Linked DNA regions of Lactuca sativa: region 2 is linked to region 1. The links are chromatin contacts, called in public Hi-C maps. All regions are on one chromosome and are shown on one strand. The core of a region is the stretch at or near the end of the contact, and the rest is flanking DNA. Distances in the headings are between cores, read along the strand shown.

Evidence for each region. A called contact is a pair of places that touch in the nucleus more often than the background predicts.
Region 2: a Hi-C map of leaf shows a contact between it and region 1, with 10 times the contacts expected there. The contact joins the promoter of LOC111883081 here to the promoter of LOC111883044 in region 1. A contact is called at or near these places in 2 of 4 Hi-C or Micro-C datasets (bud and leaf).

What each region holds. Positions count from the first base shown.
Region 1 is chr4:405,532,130-405,536,452 of Lsat_Salinas_v11, reverse strand. It overlaps LOC111883044 (altered inheritance of mitochondria protein 32), which reads right to left and starts at 2,455. Exons shown (of 5, transcript XM_023879403.1): 1 at 2,066-2,455; 2 at 1,883-1,968; 3 at 914-1,219; 4 at 700-783. The coding sequence starts at 2,329.
Region 2 is chr4:405,814,804-405,818,908 of Lsat_Salinas_v11, reverse strand. It overlaps LOC111883081 (serine/threonine-protein kinase STY13), which reads right to left and starts at 2,132. Exons shown (of 5, transcript XM_023879446.3): 1 at 1,452-2,132; 2 at 931-1,349; 3 at 731-855; 4 at 473-631; 5 at 1-406. The coding sequence starts at 1,582. The coding sequence ends at 95.

The DNA of each region.
Region 1 (4,323 bases), core at 1,206-3,705:
GACCGTATTTTTGCAGGTCAGGGGCAAATCAGTCAATTCAGGGAAGTCAAGTTGAGTCAAATGTCAAAAGAAGGATCCGTAGATCAAAATAAAAGAGGGTTAAAAAGAATGAAGGAAAGTCAAATCTGGTCAATAAAGGTCAAGAGAAGAAAGTCAAAATTGAAGGAGAGTCAAAGCTGGTCAATGAAGGTCAAGAGCAGAAAGTCAAAATTGAAGGAACTTAAAATCAATCAACTTGACCGTGAAAGCCAGAGAAGAAATGTAGCAGTAGACGATTCGGGCCATGCAGACCTTGGGTGTTTTGGCCGTTTAGCAGCAAAAGCATAAAAATCATCAATTCCATGAGAGATTTGTTTGTTTTTTCTGTTGTAAATAATTATCTAATCTTTAGTAGCCAAAATTTTATTCCATTATTGTGTGTTTATAATTGTTAAGGTCCTTTATAACTTCACCTATGATTATGGATATTTGAATGTTTTCTATCAATTCATTTCTATTTTCTAATAACATAATCAACTAGAAATCAATATCTGATGATGAAATATGAATGGTTTTTAAGGATTAATCAGTAGTTTCATTTAGGTCATAGGATCATATCCATTATAACATTATGCACAAACTTCTAACAATACTAATTTCCCTTTTGAATTGGGAAATAAAAACCAATTAAGCTAAATACATAAGAGGGGAAAAGCGTACCTCCAAATCCTTTCAATGATCTCACCCTTCTTGATATGTTGGTCAAGCAATTCAGCCACATCATTTGGGGTAACATAACCATACCTTATACAACAGAAACACAAGAAAGTATTCATAAGAAGAATGAATTAATACATTCTTTGGCAAGTAAATGTTATAGACTCTGCTTCAAATAGAAAAATAAAAATAATTAAATTGTTATGGATTGTCTTACCAATGTCCAGACACTTTTCCATCTTCAACTGAACTATATATTATCAAGTTCCCTGCATACTTATGTCCTCCAACATGTGAGCAAGCACTCACAAACACCTGATCCTTCAATGCCCTAACTTCAATCTCTTCATTGAACTTTTCAATTAAAGCTGGCCCACAAACACCACATCTTTTATCTCGACTGCTATGAGCACACACAAATACGTATGAACCTGTCACTACCTCCGGTGTTCCTGAAGCCCATGGTTTTCCATTCACAATCACTTCCTCCACAAAACTATCAACGTTTGATTCTTCCAAACCCCTTCAGTCACAAATGCATTAGTAAGTAAACTACATATCGATGTGTTCTATTATGTGAAGATTTGGATAATGGATACCCTAAATAAGATCATCTTTGAAGAAAAGTTCTCATGTTTTCATTCCTCAATTAAGATTGTTTAAAATCGAAAGTGTGATTTCATCATTTCAAAGGCCTCCAAATTTGTTGATATATATGATTGCTTTGCAAATTCTCGAAGCTTTCCTCTAACATTATCATTCAAGGAATCATCTTGCTAGCATAGATTTTGCCTTTTTAATCAACATTACTCTTTACACAAAGTTCTAATCAGGGCAGAGGCTACTGAACTTCAGTGTTTTTATACTTCAAATCCAATTTCACTTGTTTATATTAGCAAAAGAAATGGAGTTTAGGTATGATGCGGAATATAAGCATGGTCAAATTTGAAGCTCAAGACCGAATAATATGCTATATTAAGTATCAACTCTATCAAAACTATAAAAGAAAAATTTCCGCTATGTTGCACATGGCGTCGACTATTGTTTTGTTTTCAAATTGACAAAAGCAACAGATCGTAGATTCGTGGAGAGCCATAAAAGAAATCTGAGGAAAAAAAACGAATCTACATAGCACACACACAACAAATAGCTGATGAATTTAAAACCCTAGCGAACTTCACAATACCTGTACTTGATCATATCAGGAAAAATCAAAACATCTCCATCTGACAAACCAGTAGCAGCACCGCCCTCGAATATCGTCATCAGAGTCTACAATAGTCAGATCGTGAATAGAAAAAAAACTCGTCAACACTCAAAACCTTCAAATACCTCATTAGAATAATTAACACAAGTGAGCGACAATAACCTTAACAGCGATATCGTTCTTGCGCTCCTTGATAGCTCCAGCAAGTCGCTTAGGGAGCAGATCCGAGTCGGAGGATTCAACACGAGCAGGCCAGTCTTCGCGAGTCTTGTAGCAAAGGAAAACGTGACGTTCGTAAGGATGGACTGATCCGGAGAGATTCTCGGTGTACATCTCCTGCCTTTGGAATCCGAACTTGACGTCATCATCGACCACCACAGCTTCAGTAGAAATATCAACGGTACCGTTCTCTAAAGCGGCGGCCATGCCGGAATAGGTATCGACGGCGAACGGAGGAGGAGGTATAGAGAGGGAGTTGGATAAACTTGGAGGGCAAGGGAACGGCTGAGATGTTAATGGATTTTGGTTTTCAAAAAAGGCTTTTTATCATTTACAATTTCACGTGTCGTAGGTAGAGGTTTTGGCCTTTGGGTTGTTTGGAAAAAGGCAACAATTAACATCTCGTTTTTTTGTCCTTTTGGCCACAATGACTAATAAGATATTCACTAAAATAACTATTTGACTATAGTTCGACAAAACCACTTTTATTTGATATTTAAAAGTCTAAACAGCATATATTTTGACTTAAAGAAACTGCAAAATCCCAATAATTAAGTTTCCAGACAGGTTCATTTATTCCTCACAAATTTACTTTGCGTCCAATCAACTTCAGAACTTAGTTCGATAATAGCTCGCAAGCAACAGCAAAATCTTGTATTTATAGTTGATGATGAGGATGAGGGAGAAGAAATTATACAATACAACATATATTATGATATTATTATTATCGAAGAATGTGATATTTTATAAACCATCTCTTTAGAATAAGCCAATGATGCATGTGAAACCTGTAATTTTGGCATATATCTTATACCCAAGTAACTAGTTAAATTATAAAAGTAAGTAGTTAAATGTTATCTGGTTTTACATATTTTACTATCTCTGATGTTTTGTTGGATCGGTACTAATTTTGTTTGTTTTGTATTATTTTTAATTTAGTTATAAAGAATATAAAGTTATGCCGTATGCGCATTAACATTTCTCTGGTTCTGATTATAAATTAATGAATTAATTTCTTTATATATCATTTTTCGTTTCCAAAAAAAATAATGAATTAATTGTTAACTACTTTAATAAATTCGTGAATATACCTTACTCCCAACAAATTCTTCTTCTTGGTCATTAGAATGTAATATTATATTAAACACTAATTGTCCATAAATGAATTCGCCTTTAGATATTTTAATTTGACCAAACACACACCAACAAATCATTGAAAAGATATCAAAACGTGCAAGCATTAAACTATAACGACATGGACACCCCTTTAGACTTTTCATACAACTAAACCTGTTATACTCAAAACTATTAAATAATTATCATGACATGTTTCATATTAAAATGAGAATTATTGACGCCTAATTGCTATTGCAAAATCCTAAAATAGATGGTTAAAGTTTGTTTCAATTTTCACACAAATCCGTAGGTGTGGCTCAGTAAGAGCATAATTCACACACAATTTATAAGTGTATATTGTTGATAATATTACCTAACATATTTTTCTCGATATGTAACGCTCATTCATAAATTGATCACTAGTTTATCATGCAAAACGTTATTTATCAACATCATTGCTAAAAATAGACCTTTCATTTTGGATTTTGGAATGGAGAAAATTAGTATTAATTTTAATAGAAGATATATCATTAGATATATAGTATGCTTTCTTAATTTCAACCATCACTTTGCGTAGTTTTCATTTCCTTCAAACTATTAAATCTTGTATCTATACATATATACATCCACAATATAATTTTGAAGATTTGCTTTAAATGCTCCAAATCTGTGCTCAAAGAACTCGTTAGGATAAAATTTAGCCATTTTGAATACATCATTCCCGTAAAATGCATATAAGTAAATAATGTCGGTGTTACTTTATTAAAACAATTTTTGAGCTCTTCAATTTGCATTAGATGATCGAAAAATACATCAATTTTGTAGTTGGACAAATATGGTTTATTAGTTTCCCTTTTGAAGTAGCAAAAATCTTTTTTTTTTACTTTGAGATTTTTTAAAATATGGTTTATTAGTTTAATCCTAAACAAAATGTGACCAACATATAAGAATTTGAAACTTAGTTGAGTACTTCATGGATAAATAGGTAGTGGCATAACTAGGATTTTGTTTTACGGTAGACCAAATAATATACAAAATATGAATGAGTGATAAAATTCTTCAACCCTAATATATATATATATATA
Region 2 (4,105 bases), core at 883-3,382, 280 kb before region 1:
CATCTAAACTCACTTCATAATTTACACCTTCTCCATCAACACTTGTCCTATTTTTACTTGATAAGTATGTTCCAAAACTACCCTTTTGTCAATATCACCGACAACACCGATAAAAGCACGAAAACGGACCACCTTTCGGGGTGTCATGCAGGGGCGTTGTTGGTATTTCATCTTCTTTTGAGATCAACGTGCTTGTTCCAGGGGAATCCGGCAGAAACACGTTGAACATCCGTGGCGGCACCGCGGTGGCTTCCGGTGGCGGCGGCACCGCGGTGGTTGACAGGTAATGGTGAAGCATTTGTATAATTTGACTGAAATTTGGCCGACCATTCGGATCTTCCTTCCAACAAGATGTCACAATTAAAGCCAAATCCTCAGGCAGTTCATCAGCACTCGGCCTCACATTCTGCAGAACATTAAATACACTGTCAGTATAGCCAGTAATAGTAGACAGTAGACAGCAGACAGATACCTTAAAGGCGGCTGCATAGGCGGCTTGAAGATTTGACATGCCTTCAAAAGGCAACTTATTGTGTATAAGCTCCCACAAAACAATTGCAAAGCTGTATGCATCCACCTTGTGGTTATAATGTTTCTTTTCTCCATGTCTTAATGTTACAGTGCTATAAAGCTATAAAAAAAAACATAAGAAAACAATGTTTCATAAATATCGAATTTAACCCCGAATAACAAAAAACATTACAAAAGGAGTATATTAACAATAACATACCTCTGGAGCCATCCAGCGATAAGTTCCTGTTTCTGCAGTCATCATCTCTGTTAACGATTCTTCTCTTGCCAAACCAAAATCAGCGAGTTTTATAGATTTGTGATCGGATGTCAACAACAAGTTTTCTGAAACAATTTAACAAAGGAAATATTAAAAAAAACATATATTAGTAATAAAGAGAAATGGGAAATTTAATTTACCAGGTTTTAAATCACGATGAATGATTCCATGTGAGTGTAAGCATTCCATTGCTCGAGCTATATCAAGTGCAAACCCAATAGCGACACGTGTATCCAACAATCCCCTTGGTCGCATATTTAATAAATATTTACGTAGTGTGCCACCAGTAAGAAGCTCGGTTACAATCACCATGATTGGTTTCTTACAAGCTCCAATAAACTGTAGTGTGATCATATTCATATTCATTTTCATACAGAATTTTATGTAATTGTTGTAAGATCTGATATAATATTTGATCAAGATTACCTTTACTAAGTTCTTGTGTTGGACTTTAGACAACATGGCGATTTCTCGAGCAAAACGACCTTCGATCTTTGAAATTTCTTCTGGGGTGTCGCCTTTGTTTATGATCTTAATCGCAACATTCTGGTTTTTATATCTGGAAAATAATGATATGAGATCCCATCTTCCTAATTAGTACAATTATTTTTTTTTTTTTTACTGAATTAACATGACATTTTGGTTAACAAAGTTGACTTACTTGCCCTCATAGACTTTTGAATGTGCACCTTCTCCGATCTTTGGACCAACAAAAAGAAGCTTCGGATCAATCGACCACTTTGCTTCCAAATTAAACTCCCCTGTTGAGTAAAACCCATTCCCGGATCCCATTTTCTTCAACTTTTTTTTTTATCTTCGAACACTCGTTGAGGACTTTCACAAACACTTACAGGCAAAATTTTCAACACCGCATTCTGAAGGCATAGGGTATATACCCACCATATAAAACAGATACATACAAGATCAGCAACAGAAATAAGTCGAAACGCACTTTATTATTGAAAAGTTAATCGGGTTAACTTTATTTGGGAAATAAAATCAAACTATACGCCTTCAAACTCCAATTTACACCACAAATCATACAAACAGAACTTAGAAACCGATTACAAAGCTTCAGTTCAAGAATCAACGCAGGCAAATGTAAATTGGACTTGAAAGAGAGGCAGATGTTGGAGGTTATAGAGTATAGGGTAGAGATAAAAGAGAAGAGTATTGTAAAAGTTTTAGGCTTTATGTGGGGATTGTGTTGTTGCGTTCTTGATCGGCAAAGATAAGGGAGAGGAATTGCGAGTCGTTCTGACAAAAACTGTGCGAGTCGTATTATTTAATTCATTATAAAATTTAGGTGAGAAAAAGGGAAAAGAGATGGAAAGAAAGAATGGGTTGAGTTTGATAAACAGAATAAATTTTAATATTCGACTATATCTTATATAAACGACAATTTATAGATTCTTATAGGCTTGTCACTTGTCTCAAATATATAAATATGTTTATTTTCTTTCAGAATATTTAAAAATAGGTAAATATTCATTCAGACCATTATCAAATCCGATCAAACATTAGAAAATAAAATAATTATAGAAATGATCGCATGGTAGAGAAAATTGTAAACTTTTTTTTTTTTTTTTATTTCTTTATTTATTTTAACGTTTTGGTCTCTCAAACTAACAACTTTACAATCCCGGTTAAGTTTAAGTTGTCCACGTGAATAACACATGTAACATCCTAATTTGGGGCTTAAAAGTTTCACCTTCTTTGGTGATAAAAATAAATAATAAATAAAATAATAAATGTATTATAACATTATTTAATGAAGTTTTGTAAAATAAATAATATTACTTTAATAAAATAAGTGTTTGGACCTAATGAGTGGAAGTCGAATAGAAAACTTAAGATCAAGGGTTGACTAGTCAATGACCATTTGACTAAGAAAAATCATTCTTGTGATCAATGTATAAAATATGGATGTTCATTTAAATCTTTGGTCAAAATGTGTCAATTATGAGAAAGGAAGGGGTAATTATGCAAAACCTTGAAAATTAGAAGCTAAATAGAGGGAGCCTCTTACCATTAGATGATAAAACGTTTGAGAGGAGGGAAGAACACTCATATGGCGATTTTGAATGATTCAAGGAGATTTAAAGCTAGTTTTGTGAAGAATTGAAGGAATTGTCAATCTAAAGCTTCATCAAAGTGATTGGAGGTATCATTTTTACTCATCTTCTCCATGAGTTCAAACATAGGGTTTGAGTTTTGACCCTAAATCTGTTAATGGTGTTTATATTGAAGATTTGTTGATATATTCAAGCAAGAATTTAGTATTTGGACTCTCCTTCTTCATTAAACCAACCCCTAATTGGTTTAATGGGGAATTGGATTGAGTTTTGAGCTTCAAGCTCCATTAATAGTGGAATTCTTAATGTAGCAGTTCCAACAAGTTGTGGAGTGTTAGATTACCCTATTAAACACCATGAGATTGTTAAATCATCATTGAAATATTTAAATCCACCAATTAATGGTGAAATTGGGTGATTCAAATACTAGATTCATTTATATGTTGTACCTTGGCATTGTAGAGTTGTACTCTAACCATTAATTGTAGAATTGGATTCATTTATGGAACTACTAAGTGTTTAAATGATTGAAATTGTTATTCTCTAGTTTGGATTCAAGCCTCAATATGAATCCATAAGAGTTCTATGTAAATTAATCATTTGATGTGGAATCGAGAATTATGATTTTCGGTGAAGATCCATGAGAGTTTTGATGAAAACTTCAATGATTGGATGAGGATCAGTATGAGAATTTTCATGAATTGAAGTCATAATTCATGAATTTAAATAGTAGAGTATTGATGATTTATTTATATTAAGATCTATTTTTTTTATGTTTTTTTAATGAAACTATGAAATCAAGCTTTTCAAATGGTTTTCATGTAGGGAATCATCAATTCCAACCCTTGGAATGCATGGATTGATTACTTTAATGTCGATTAAGATGTAAAAGATGATAATTAAGGATGTTTATGTTTGATTATATGTCTAAGCCCATAACTATAATTGGTATATACTTAAATTGATAGTAGCACAGTTCTTTTGGGTTGCCCTCAAAACTAGCAACCGAACAAATGATTTTGGAGAATTGAATTTATTATTTGATTGATAAATTGAAATAAATGATTTGTTAATATATTATGAGAATAATATATTAATTTGAATAGTAATAATTAATCAGAAATTAATTGAAATTAATTTTGTGATTAAAAAATTAATGAAAAGTGCATGGACTGAATTGTAATTATTCAATAGTTGAGCAAGAGGCAATCTATAACCCTCCTTAGGCTATGGACGGTTT